Linked DNA regions of Mus musculus: region 1 is linked to region 2. A link is a contact called in public Hi-C data. All regions are on one chromosome and are shown on one strand. Each heading gives the region's core, a stretch centred on a gene start, on an enhancer-like site or on the middle of the called end of the contact. The rest is flanking DNA. Distances are from core to core; before and after follow the strand shown.

What was found. A called contact is a pair of places that touch in the nucleus more often than the background predicts.
Region 1: a Hi-C map of liver shows a contact between it and region 2, with 1.7 times the contacts expected there. The contact joins two enhancer-like sites. A contact is called at or near these places in 2 of 484 Hi-C or Micro-C datasets (embryonic stem cells and liver).

Annotation. Positions count from the first base shown.
Region 1 is chr1:93,025,730-93,031,681 of GRCm38.p6, reverse strand. Kif1a (kinesin family member 1A) reads left to right here. Exons shown (of 49, transcript NM_001368847.1): 38 at 4,827-4,850; 39 at 5,947-5,952. Among named protein-coding and RNA genes, the nearest start is that of Aqp12, 22 kb to the right of the region's middle. Within about 2 kb of position 2,066, at least 11 of the 459 cell types and tissues checked have an H3K27ac peak or open chromatin away from gene starts, as enhancers often do. A contact at or near this core is called in liver, where this site is marked.
Region 2 is chr1:92,705,074-92,710,908 of GRCm38.p6, reverse strand. No RefSeq gene overlaps it. Among named protein-coding and RNA genes, the nearest start is that of Gm29483, 23 kb to the left of the region's middle. Within about 2 kb of position 1,263, at least 15 of the 459 cell types and tissues checked have an H3K27ac peak or open chromatin away from gene starts, as enhancers often do. A contact at or near this core is called in liver, where this site is marked.

The sequences.
Region 1 (5,952 bases), core at 817-3,316, 320 kb before region 2:
GCAAGGGCTTGATTGCTCTCATGGTCAGATTAAGCAACTGACCAGAATTTCCCTAAAGGTAGGTCTGGCCAGATACTTCCTTCTCCAAGGGTAGTGACTATCAAGACTGGGCCTGCAGATGTGGATCACGTCGTGGAGTAAAGGCTATCTTCCAGGGGCATGAGACATTATCAGCTCTGGCTGCCTCTGCTGGGCTGGGGATCCAGCACTTTCCAGATGGATCTTGAGTAGACTCCCACTCTGTTTTTCTGGGTTCCCGTACATTCCCATTGTCTGTGACTCAGGATGCAGCTGTCTGCAACCCCTTGTAGCCTGTTTGCCATCCCAACTTCTCAGCCCACATCCTTGGCAGGCTTCATGCTCAACAGCACTTCCTTCTCTAGGATGCTCTCCTCTCCTGCTTATCTTGGATCTTCCCTTTAGGGAGTATGTCTCCAGGTTAGACTTCAGGCTTCAGCTTCATGGTTCCCCAAAGGATAGAGCCCTCAAAGTAGCCATGGTGACCTTGAAGAGTGAAGAAAGTAGGCCAGGATGATCAGGACCCAGCCCACAGGGAGGGTTGGGAGTACAGCTTGCTAAGATTCCTGGTCCAGCCTCCACAGGGTGTTTTGGTGGCAGCAGCTCAGTTATTGTGCTAGGGGAAGGTCCAGCTGCATGTGGCCACCATCTGGCTTGAGCCATCAGAGCTGGAACTATGGGTTCTCTAGAGCCACAGAACTTATGGGTAGTCTCTATATAGTAAAGGAATTTGTTGATGACTTACAATCTGCAGTCTAACTCCCAACAGTGGTCAGCAGCAGCTGTGAATGGAAGTCCAAGGATCTAGCAGTTGCTCAGTCCCACAAGGCAAGCAGGCAGAAGGAGAGAAAGAGTGTAAATCTTCCTTCTTCCAATGTCCTTATTCCAGGCAGTGGTGGTGCATGCCTTTAATCCCAGCACTTGGGAGGCAGAGGCAGACGGATTTCTGACTTCAAGGCCAGCCTGGTCTACAGAGTGAGTTTCAGGACAACCAAGGCTATGCAGAGAAACCCTGTCTTGACAAACAAAAAACAAACAAACAAATAAGGAAAAGAAAGATTCTTCCAATGTCCTTATGTAGGTCTCCAGCAGAAGGTGTAGCCCAGATTAAAGGTGTGTGCTACCACGCCTTTAATTCCAGATGACCTTGAATTCAGTGGTCTCCCTGTCTTAATCTTCTGGAATTCATAGCCACTATGCCTCAAGATCTCCATGCCAAGATCCAGGTCAGAAACTTGTATCACCCAGCCTCCAGATTAAGATCACTGGTAAGCCTCCAATCCTGGATTGTAGTTCATTCCAGATATAGTCAAGTTGACAACCAGGAATAGCCACTACAGGTGGGATCTGTGCTTGACTGTGTATTGTGTCATAACCAGACCTTTAGCACGGAATCTCTAAGGTCAGACTCAAGGTCATTCTCCTGCTCTCAGTTTGCCAACAGTCAAGCCTCGGGAGGGAAGGAGCTGCCCTATTGTAATCTGGGGACTAATGACACACTGGGAGTCAGTGTGTGAGATAGCTTCCTTGGAGGACCTCAGTCTCCCTCTCTAGAAACAAACTTACCAGGGCACACCTGGGTTTCTGGCCACAGTCTTAGGTCTTGAGTTTTATATTTAGAGCCTCAGAAAATCCACTTACAATGAGACCTACTTTGTTTGCCCTCTGTGGCTGGCATACCTTTAAGATTTAAGGGTCAGAGATATTGGGGCAATTTAAATATACTTTGATAATCAGCAGCAGCAGGCAGAGAGCTTTGCCAAAGAGTGAAAACATTTATTTACAAATGTGTATGGGAACTCACGTGTCAGAGTAACCCACAGGCGTATTTAGAGAGTGTGAGGCAAGAGGAAGTTTTTTAAAGTTTTTTTTTTTTTTTAAATCACACCAGGTATTTTGAAACAGTAATCTTTAGCCACAATGATCAATACCAAGAGACGTCAGTAGTAGGTCGAATAGATACGCTGGGCAGCTATACTCGTAGCAGTACATGTGCAAGCTCATGGTCTTTTGACTGTCTCGTGACCGTTACAAATTGTGTAACGAGAAGCAATTGTGGTGAGAAACCTCTCTCCCTGGCTTTATCCCTTGTCTGTCATAGGTGACTAGGGGACAGTGTACTCTTCCTTTCACAATATCACAGACAGTAGGACCTGGCGCTCTGTGGAGCTTGGTGTTCTCAGCGCCCTCTGGAGGCCGGGCAAGAAGTGTATCTACCTTTGGAAGTATCAGCAGCTAGACCTGAAGCTGGGCTCCCATTGCTGATCCAGTTCTGGACAGACTGGGAAAACTGTGTGTTCCTAATTTACAAGCATGTGGTGGCATGGGATCACTTGCCTAGGTCCCTGCAGTGTGGTTGTGATGATAGTGGAGGCAGATGGAGGAAGTGCTCCACACACCCACTGTCCTCTCTGTGGGCAACACTTACACAGTGAATCTGCAGTGTTCCTCTCATGGGTCGTCCTCTGCCTGAGCACTATAATTGCTGTACCACAGGAGTTTGGCTGTCCTGTCTGTAGGCCTGCAAGGGCAGTTGTGTCCCCTGGGGAAAGATGAGAACCACCCAGTAAGTCTCCTGATGTCCCTCCAGGTCAAGTGAGCCAGTTGGAAGCAGGATCTTGCCTGAAGGCCCAGACTGTTACATCCTTGGGCTCTGGTTATAGAAGGAGCCTTGTTGGCCACTCTTCTGAGGATCCTATGGGACCTGCCCCACCTTCTGCATGGTGCAGACTAGCCATTTCACATCCCTTCCATGGGGGGGGTGGGGCAAGGGATGCCATGTCTGTGGGGACACCAAGGGAGTGCACACAGTAGACAGGGATTCAGTTAACACCAGAAGGGCAGTAGCGAGAGCAGTTTGTGATGGAGGGACTTTCCCTGTGCTAGGCCTGCTTACTAAGCTGTATTTGGGGATAATGGGCAGTGGAACCATAGCCAAAGCCAAAGTCAACTGAAATTCTCTGCTCACAGGGGGACACCACTTAGAATTTCTAATGCAGCAGTCTGGGGTGAAGCTCAAGAATCCACATATTAACAAGTTCCTGAGTGGTGTAGGGTTTTAAACTCTTTGGAGCCACTACCTTGTGACTAGATGCTATGGTCCCCTACAGGTTGGGAGACTTGCATCTGGAGAAGGCCTCTTGTTGAACAAAGACCTCCTGCCACAAGAAGCAGGAGATGCATGTGTGTGCACTGTCTTCTTCTGAAGCCATGAGTTCAGTCATGGAGAACCCCTGCCAACCTTACTTAATTCTTCTGGTAGCCACATCTCTAGATACTGTCTTTCCATCCTGTGGATGCCTCACAATGGGGCTTAAAGTTTGACCCAGGGATGCTGGGGCCCCCATCTCCAAATTGGTTAAATGTCAGCCTATGAGGAGTGGAAGGCTGTGTGGAAGAGGTGCAGGCTTCCCCAAGTACTCGATGCCCAGTGATCCAAAGTGGATCCTGTACTCCACATGGTGTGAGCTTCCACTGTGGCCTCTAAGGGCCTTTCTTTCCATTGTCTGTGACCTGGGCTCTCCTACGTAGTCCACCTTAGCTTCTCTAATTCTGCTCTTCTGCCTTATGGTTGATGGTAATTCATCATGGGTCCCACATAACAACCTGCACGTTTGGTGGGTCCCACAAAGGTAGCAGTTCCTCTGTTACCTCCCCAGCCCCCTGCACTACCTCCAGCTCACACACTCTTGGGCAGGGTAAATTCTCTCAACAGAGGCTTAAAGAACACAGGGATGCTCCAGACCCTCCATTCATTGATTCACTGGGACATCACAGTCTGTGTCCCATGACCATATAAGTCATGGCTGGTGGAGAGTAATGCTAGCCACAAGGCCCATGTGTGTGGCACCCCCCACCTCCAGAGGACAGCAGTTGATCTCTAAGGCCAGTGACCAACCATCATGTGGAAGTGATTTGCAAGGAGCTTCGTTGTGTTGATCCTGGAGCCTGTTTTGGTTGGCCACCTGGCCGCTGGAAGATGGCACAATTTTGGAAAGGGTTTAGTCCTGCCACAGAGAGTGGTCCAAATTTAGTCATACCTACCTTGAGAAGGTACCCCTTGCTCAAGCCTTCAAAGATATTCCAGCATGCTGGGGTCTGCAGAGTCCTCCATACACTCAAAGGCCAATTTTGTCTTCTCTCATTGGGGCCTGGACTAAGGCCACTTTAAGCTGGCAGGAACCACTGAATTTCCAGTAGTACCCAAGATGAGCTCTGAGACCACATTGGTTTGGCCAGACTCATTTCTTGGGTGTTCCACTCAGGGAAGAAAGGCAAGGATAGGTCTAGGGGCTCAGTCCCTGAGGCGGAGACTAAACTGGGAAGGTCATACTCTTTCCAGGAGCACAGAGGGGGTTCTGTCTACACAAACATGCATGCACGTACCATTCAGGAATTTCAGGCCACTTCAGAGATTTTGAAGGCAAAGGATGATAGATATAGATGCAAAGTCCAAGCAAGATGTGACAGGGCTGGTCCTACTCTGACATCATTGCAATGGTGACACTGGCTCCAAGATATCCCATGCCAACCCCATATGCTCCTCAGTCACATGTTAGCTCCTTGGTTCTGAAGGACACCTTGTTGACGTGGGGACAGTTACTGCCCTGTGTACCACAAGGGAACAGTGCAGAGAAATTCTGACCCTTGTGGTCATGGCTGGAGGCAGCTTCATGAGGATATGGGGTATCTGTGGGGCCGGGCTGGGGCTCCAGGGGGCCCCTCAGCAGCTGTGCTGGCCATGGAAGGACTGTTCTGACGTCTCGCTCTCTTCTGTGTGTGTGCGTGTGTCCTGGCTGCGCCCTTAGCGTTTCCTTCGGAAATGACACTAGGTACAGGCACCATTATCTCCTGCCCTTGCTTGCTCCACCCCCTCTATCTGTTCCTTCCCCTTCTCCTCCAATGCTGCCTGCTCTTTACCCTGTTCTGGTTGCCCGCTGTCTCCACTTGCCTTAGACCTCTCCTTAGTGATATGTGTCTGATGGTGGCCCTGTCCAGCCTGTTTTGTACCATGTCCCTGACCCATTGACCCCACACCCTATTCCCTGGACAGTATCATACAGGAAGAAAGGCAGCACCAGCCAATCTCACACATGGCCAGGCACCTCAGGGAGCCTGCTGGTGCCCTTGAAAGGCCTGGCCATGAGGTAGTGGGAGAGTTGCTGCCACCTGGCCTGTGAACTGTGTATCTGTGAGGATGCTTGGAGGGAGTGGGACTGTGGAGTGGCTATGCTATGAACTGGGGCAAATTCCCTCCCAGGGAACCCTGGATATTTAAAATAAATGAAACATACTGTCACACAGCAGCCATCTTCCAGAGTAGTGGCCTACAGGGATTGTAGTACAGGGGTCCCCATGGTAGATACAAGGTCCAGGGCTCCTGGTAGTTACCCTGAACTCCTCTGGGCAAATCTGGGCCCTGCTGACACCCCAGCTGGAGATAGGGACAGAGGGAAGATCCTGAGGTTGCTATTCCCATGGAACCCCTCTCAGGAGCCCATGAGATGCTGCCACTCACAGGCTGCTGTTTCCACTCCAAGCATCCTCCCCCAGGGCCTTTCCCTGGCAGCGTGAGTCTTAATGGAAGGGGTGGGCTGAGGAGGGCTTGGCCAACTCAGGGAGATCTCTGGCGATGCCTCCTTGCTCAGACTTTGAGGCTAGGACAGCTCCTCTCCCTTCCTCTGCCTTCTTCCCAGTCCACACTGGGGCAGAGGAAGCTGGGGCTGCCAGACAATGAATGGCCCCACGGTGGCCCCTGCTTGGTCCCCGGTCTGATGCCACCAGCCTTCTTGGTGCCACCCAAGCTTCCCATCCCATGACTCCAGTAATCTCCCTGCAGTTCTCCTCTCTCTGTGTCTGTCTGCATGTTCCTATTCCCACTGAGAGCATCCCCACACGTTGTCTTTTACTTCATCTGCTTTCTTCCAGGACCTT
Region 2 (5,835 bases), core at 14-2,513:
CCTCTAAGCAGCCTTCAGGGACCCCCAACAATGCTGCTCCTCTTGGCACGTACTGTCTGGTTCTCTGCCTCAGGAAGAAATGTTCATAGCTCTTCTGACAGGGAGGAACTTCTCTTGGGCCACTGGATTGTAGGTTGTAGCAAATTCAGGTGAAGAAGGGGCTGCCCCTGGGTGGATGTGGGACTGTCTCTGCTGGAACGTGCTCCTCAGCTGGGCACAGGCCAGACTGGGCAAACGGAGGCCTGGCAGAGACAAGCAGAGAGAGAAGGAAGGTAGCCAGCTGTATGCAGCCTCAGTCCCTGCTGGCTCTGAGCAATCAGGACTGATCCCTAGTTGCTGGTGTTCCTCCAGTGCTGTACACAGGCTTCTGGGGGGATGGGGACACAGCAGGAAGGGCATCAGGGCAAGGAGAGGTGACATTACCATGTCAGCTATTCTGCATTCTCTACCTTTTGTTCAGGCAGGGCCATGGGACAAGCTTTGGACTCTGGACATGGGTCAAAGTGACATGTGTCTGAAACCTTAGAGTGGAACTAGCCCACCTTGGCATCTTATAGCTGCCTCTCTAGCCCAATGATTCTTCCTAATACTGTGACCCTTATTTAATATAGTTCCTCGTGTTGTGGTGACCCCCCAACCATGAAATTATTTCTGTTGCTTTTTCAAAACTGTAATTTTGCTACTATTATGAATCATAAAAAGTAAATATCGTAAATATTTTCCGATGGTCTTGGGTGACCCCTGTTGAAGGGTTGTTTGACCCGCCCCACCCCCACCCCCACCAAGGGGTCATGACTCACAGGTTGAGAACCACTGCTCTAACCCAACACGCTGATACTTGATCCTCCCGGTAGGTGCACTGAGACCTTTGTGTCTGCTCTGTCTGCAGACACAATCCTGAGGCAGGGGTCAGAGAAAGTCCCTGTGGAGTGATGCTAAAGCCTTATATGATGAGTCTCTCTGAGGGAAGGGCCCTCCAGGGGAAGAGAACAGGAGGGAAAGGACCTTGACCTCAAACCAAGAAGTCCATGTCTGGAGAGGGGGCAGAGAGAGCAGTAAGCTGATCAGGAGCCAGGCTCCTGAACACTAACCTCTCTGGCCCTGAGGGAGACATGGGTGACGACCCTAAGGTGTGCAGTCCAGGGGAGGTCTGAGCAGATCGACAGGACCTGATGCTTCTTGGTAGAAGGACTTCAGACCAGCATGGGCCAGCACTTTGAGCCCATTTAGGATGCCACGTCAACACCGGATCTGAATTGCCCTCGAGCCAAGTTGGCACGTTTGTAAATGGGCTGGAGAAGCCTGCGAGGCAGAGGTCAGGGTACCAGCTTCGACTGAACGAACCAGTCGAAGCTGGTACTGGGTAGCAAGAAAAGTAAGTGGTCAGGTCTGAGCATGGGGGCCTGATGACGTCATGCTTTCGGTGTTGACTTCTGAACACAGACCCTGGGGAGAGGACAAGCTTGCCTCCAGAGGGGTCACAGAGGTCTGGGTGTTTCTGTGTATACATGAGTTGATCCGTTCCTGGGAGCTGCTGTCTGCTGGCCTGGGGCCAAGAGGACATTCAATGAGGTGCAGATGGGGGCTGGGAGTGGGGAGACAGGACTGTTGACAGGATGCAGAATAGGTTAAAAAAAAAAAAGTGGATCTTGGAACAGGCCTGGGACACGTGCCTCTCATCACAGCTCTTTGGGAGGCTGAGGTAAGAATACTTGAGCCCAGGAATTTGGGACCAGCTTGGGAATTTGGGACCAGCTTGGGCAATATAGTAAGATTCAAAAAGAAAACAATGAAAAGAGTCTCTCTCTTCCCCATTGGCCTGAGTACGTATGTGCTTGCCTATGTGCCTGTGTGTGTATTGAGGTGGCTGGAATCATTGGGATATCTAGCCACAGCATCTATGTGGGGCTTGGTCCTTTATCTCACCAAGCTAAGTTCCACCTTCTCCTTAGGGTCTTGAGAATCTGCCTTCTCCACACCTAGCTTTGCTGGAGGAGCATGTCAGGTGAGCAGAGGGACCAGGACACCACGGCAGGCATGCAAGTAGCCATATGAGCTCTGCAGACACAGCATGCATGCGTATGACCACACGAGCTTCCCTCAGGGCAGCGGAGTGGGCCCTATCCATGTGTTTCGTGACCACCACAAGCTGCAGCTCTGCTGCCTGTCTCATACTTCCCCGTGATCCAGCTGCTGGGAAATGTCTTTCCCCTCCAACAGCTGCATGTCACCGCGTGTCCCAGGAGAACGCAGCCCCAGCGCTGAGCCCCATGAGGGCAGCAGATGTGTTTGTACCACCAGCAGAGTTTATTTTCTTGTGGAAACAGCTATTTAGAGGGACATTTGCCAGAGACAACTGGAATGGCGAAGAAAGGCTGCTTAGATTAGGGGCTCAGTGCTTCTCAGAGGTATTTAAATTGGGTCCTGGCTCAAGAGCAAACTTGGCGGTCATTTAGTCCAACTTCTCCATTTTATCGTTCCTCAAACCTTGGTTCAGAGAAGTTCTGGGTGCTCAGCGGTCTTATGGCATGCCCTAACACTGTGTTAGTGGATAAATAGCTTCCTCAGCACCAAGCCCTGTGTGGCGCAGGGGCCCAGTTGGGTCACAAAGCATGGTGCCTCCCCTCTTCCCCCACCCCTGCAAGGGTCAGATATAACATACAGGAAACTTAGAAGAAATCATATTTAAAAGAACACAGAGGCTAGAGAGATGGCTCATCAGTTAAGAATGTGCGCTGCTTTTACAGAGCTTCAATTCCCAGGATCCATGCTGGGCGACTCACAACTCCAGCTTCTGATATTCTGATGACCTCTTCTGGCCTCCATGGGTACTACATGTACACATGTATACACACACACACACACACACACACACACACACACACACACTGGCATTACAATTTTCATTTGATGACCCATGTGGTCTGGAGCACCCTTCTTCGTTCATATTTTAGACTCATAGAATTAGGCTTACCAGCGCAAGATCAAGTCAGTGAACTCAGATCGTCTCCCAGCCCCAGCTCTGACTGGGGGGACTAGTGGCAGTTGACAGGTGCTCAGGGATGAGGAGGTGAACCCTGTTTTTCCCATGCTCCAAGGGGTGACCCCATGCCCAGGAACATATAGGCAGAACTTAAGGAGTTACTTTTTTTAAGGCCATAGATAGGCATCCTGTTTCCAAAACTAGCAGAGCAGCACAAGGAATGAGTTGATTTAGGTTCAGAGCTGGTCATTACAAACGACCCCTGCTGAGAGGGAGTGCTGTGGTCTTCTTTGTGTTGTAAAATGCACATTTTCAATTCAAAGATGTGTGCTACTTTTGGAATCTGAGAAACACACAAAACCCTCTTTTAAAAGATACAGTTGTTTCAACAAGGGTTGGAAATGGATACAAAAGAATGAGGCTGGGTTCCTTCGCTGAACATGACTTAGGCAGATCCCAGGCTCAACAGGCAAACTAAGACTATTTAATAGTCTGAGAAGATATGGGAGCACTCCTTGGTGGCTTTGGGTTTACAAGTCAATAGAAATGTAAACTTCTTATATAAAGATAAAAAGGCACAAGCGAAGGAACATACAGATGAATAGGAATCTATCAAAGTTAAAAATTACCATTAAAAATGGGGCAAAGGGGGCTGGGGGTCAGGGGGAGCTGGCTCATTGGTAAAGGGCTTGTCCCACAACCATGAGGATCTGGGTGTCCTGGTCCAGTTTGGATCTGTAAAAAGCCAGGCATGGTGGTGTATGCCTGTAATCTCAGCACTGGGGAGGTGGAGATGGAATCCCTGAGACATGCTAGCCAGCCAGTCTTGTTGAATCAGTGAGTTCTGGGTTTAAAAAAAAAAAAAAAAAACAAAGTTCTGGCTTTAGAAAAAATAAAAGGTGGAGAGCAATTGACAAGTACATTCATTGTTGGTCTCTGACCTCTACCCACTATGCTCATACACACACAGGCAGGTACACACGTACAGTGCAAGGAAAAGCACACAGAATGGGAGGAAACACGCAGAATTTATAAAGTTCCCTTGCATCTCAATAATTAAGAAGACCACTGTTCTAGTCTCCTTCCTGTTGCTGTGATTAAACACTCAGGCCAAAAGCATTGTAGTGGAGAAAGGCACTTATTTGGATCAAACCTCTCTGTTATGGACCATGTCTTAGTTAGGGTTTCTATTCCTGCACAAACATCATGACCAAGAAGCAAGTTGGGGAGGAAAGGGTTTATTCGGCTTACACTTTCTTACTGCTGTTCATCACCAAGGAAGTCAGGACTGGAACTCAAACAGGTCAGGAAGCAGGAGCTGATGCAGAGGCCATGGAGGGATGTTCCTTACTGGCTTGCTTCCCCTGGCTTGCTCAGCCTGCTGTCTTATAGAACCAAGACTACCAGCCCAGAGGTGGCACCACCTACAGGGGACCTCCCACCTTGATCACCAATTGAGAAAATGCCTTACAGCTGGATCTCATGGAGGCACTTCCCCAACTGAAGCTCCTTTCTCTGTGATAACCCCAACCTGTGTCAAGTTGACACACAAAACCAGCCAGTACAATTGACCCCTGTCAACTTGACACACAAACACATCACTAGTAAGCCTCAACCCTTAGTTTTTATTCATCCCCAAGATCTAAATAACTTTAAAAGTCCCACAGTCTTTACATATTAAAAGTTCAGTCCTTTTAAAATATCCAATATCGTTTAAAATCCAAAGTCTTTTTACAATTATAAGTTTCTTAATTGTGGAATCCACTAAAATATTTTCTTCCTTCAAGAGGGAAAAATGTCAAGGCACAGTCACAATCAAAAACAAAAATTAAACTCCAACTGCCCAATGTCTGAGATCCAACTCACAATCTTCTGGGCTCCTCCAAGGGCTTGGGTCACTTCTCCATCCATGCCCTTTGTAGCACACATGTTGTCTTCTAGGATCCAGCTGCCTGTACTCCACTGCTGCTGCTGTTCTTGGTGGTCATCTCATGGTACTGGCATCTCCAAAACGCTGCTGTCTTCCACTGTAACTAGGCTTCACCAACAACCTCTCATAGGCTCTCTTCATGGTGCCAAGCCTCAAATCCTTTGCATGACTCCTTCAGTCCTGGGCCCTCAATTGCAACTGAGGCTGCACCTTCACCAATGGCCTTCCATGGCCTCTCACAGTGCCAAGCCTCAGCTGCTCTGCGTGACCCCTTCATGCCTTCAAAACCAGTACTACCTGGGTAACTCTTACACATTACCAGGTCCAGCCACAGCACAGGTACAACCTTGGCTATCTCTGGAACACAGCCTCTGTGCTCTCAGAAAACACTTCCCAGAAGATGTCACCTCAATGATGCTGGTCTCTTCTTAAACACCGCTAATTTCTTAGCTCCTGCTAACCAGCATCAATAGTCCCAGTAATGTAAAGTTTTCACTTTAGTAGTTCTGGTATCTTGTTAATCACAGTTGGTTCTTCAGCCCCAGCTAACCAGAACCACAGAATCTTCACAATCAAAATTGCAACGGCCCTGAAAAGAGTCTTTAATCTTCCCTCTGAAATTTCACAAGCCAGGCCTCTATCTTCTGCACTGTTCTCAACATTATCTTCCAAGCTCCTACACAACATTCGACAGAGCTCTTAACACCGAATGGATCTTCTGGCCCAAAGTTCCAAAGTCCTTCCACAGTCCTCCCCAAAACATGATCAGGCTGTCCCAGGAATACCCCACTATGCTGGTACCAATTTGTCTTAGTTAGGGTTTCTATTCCTATACAAACATCATGACCAAGAAGCAAGTTGGGGAGGAAAGGGTTTATTCGGCTTACACTTCCATACTGCTGTTCATCACCAAGGAAGTCAG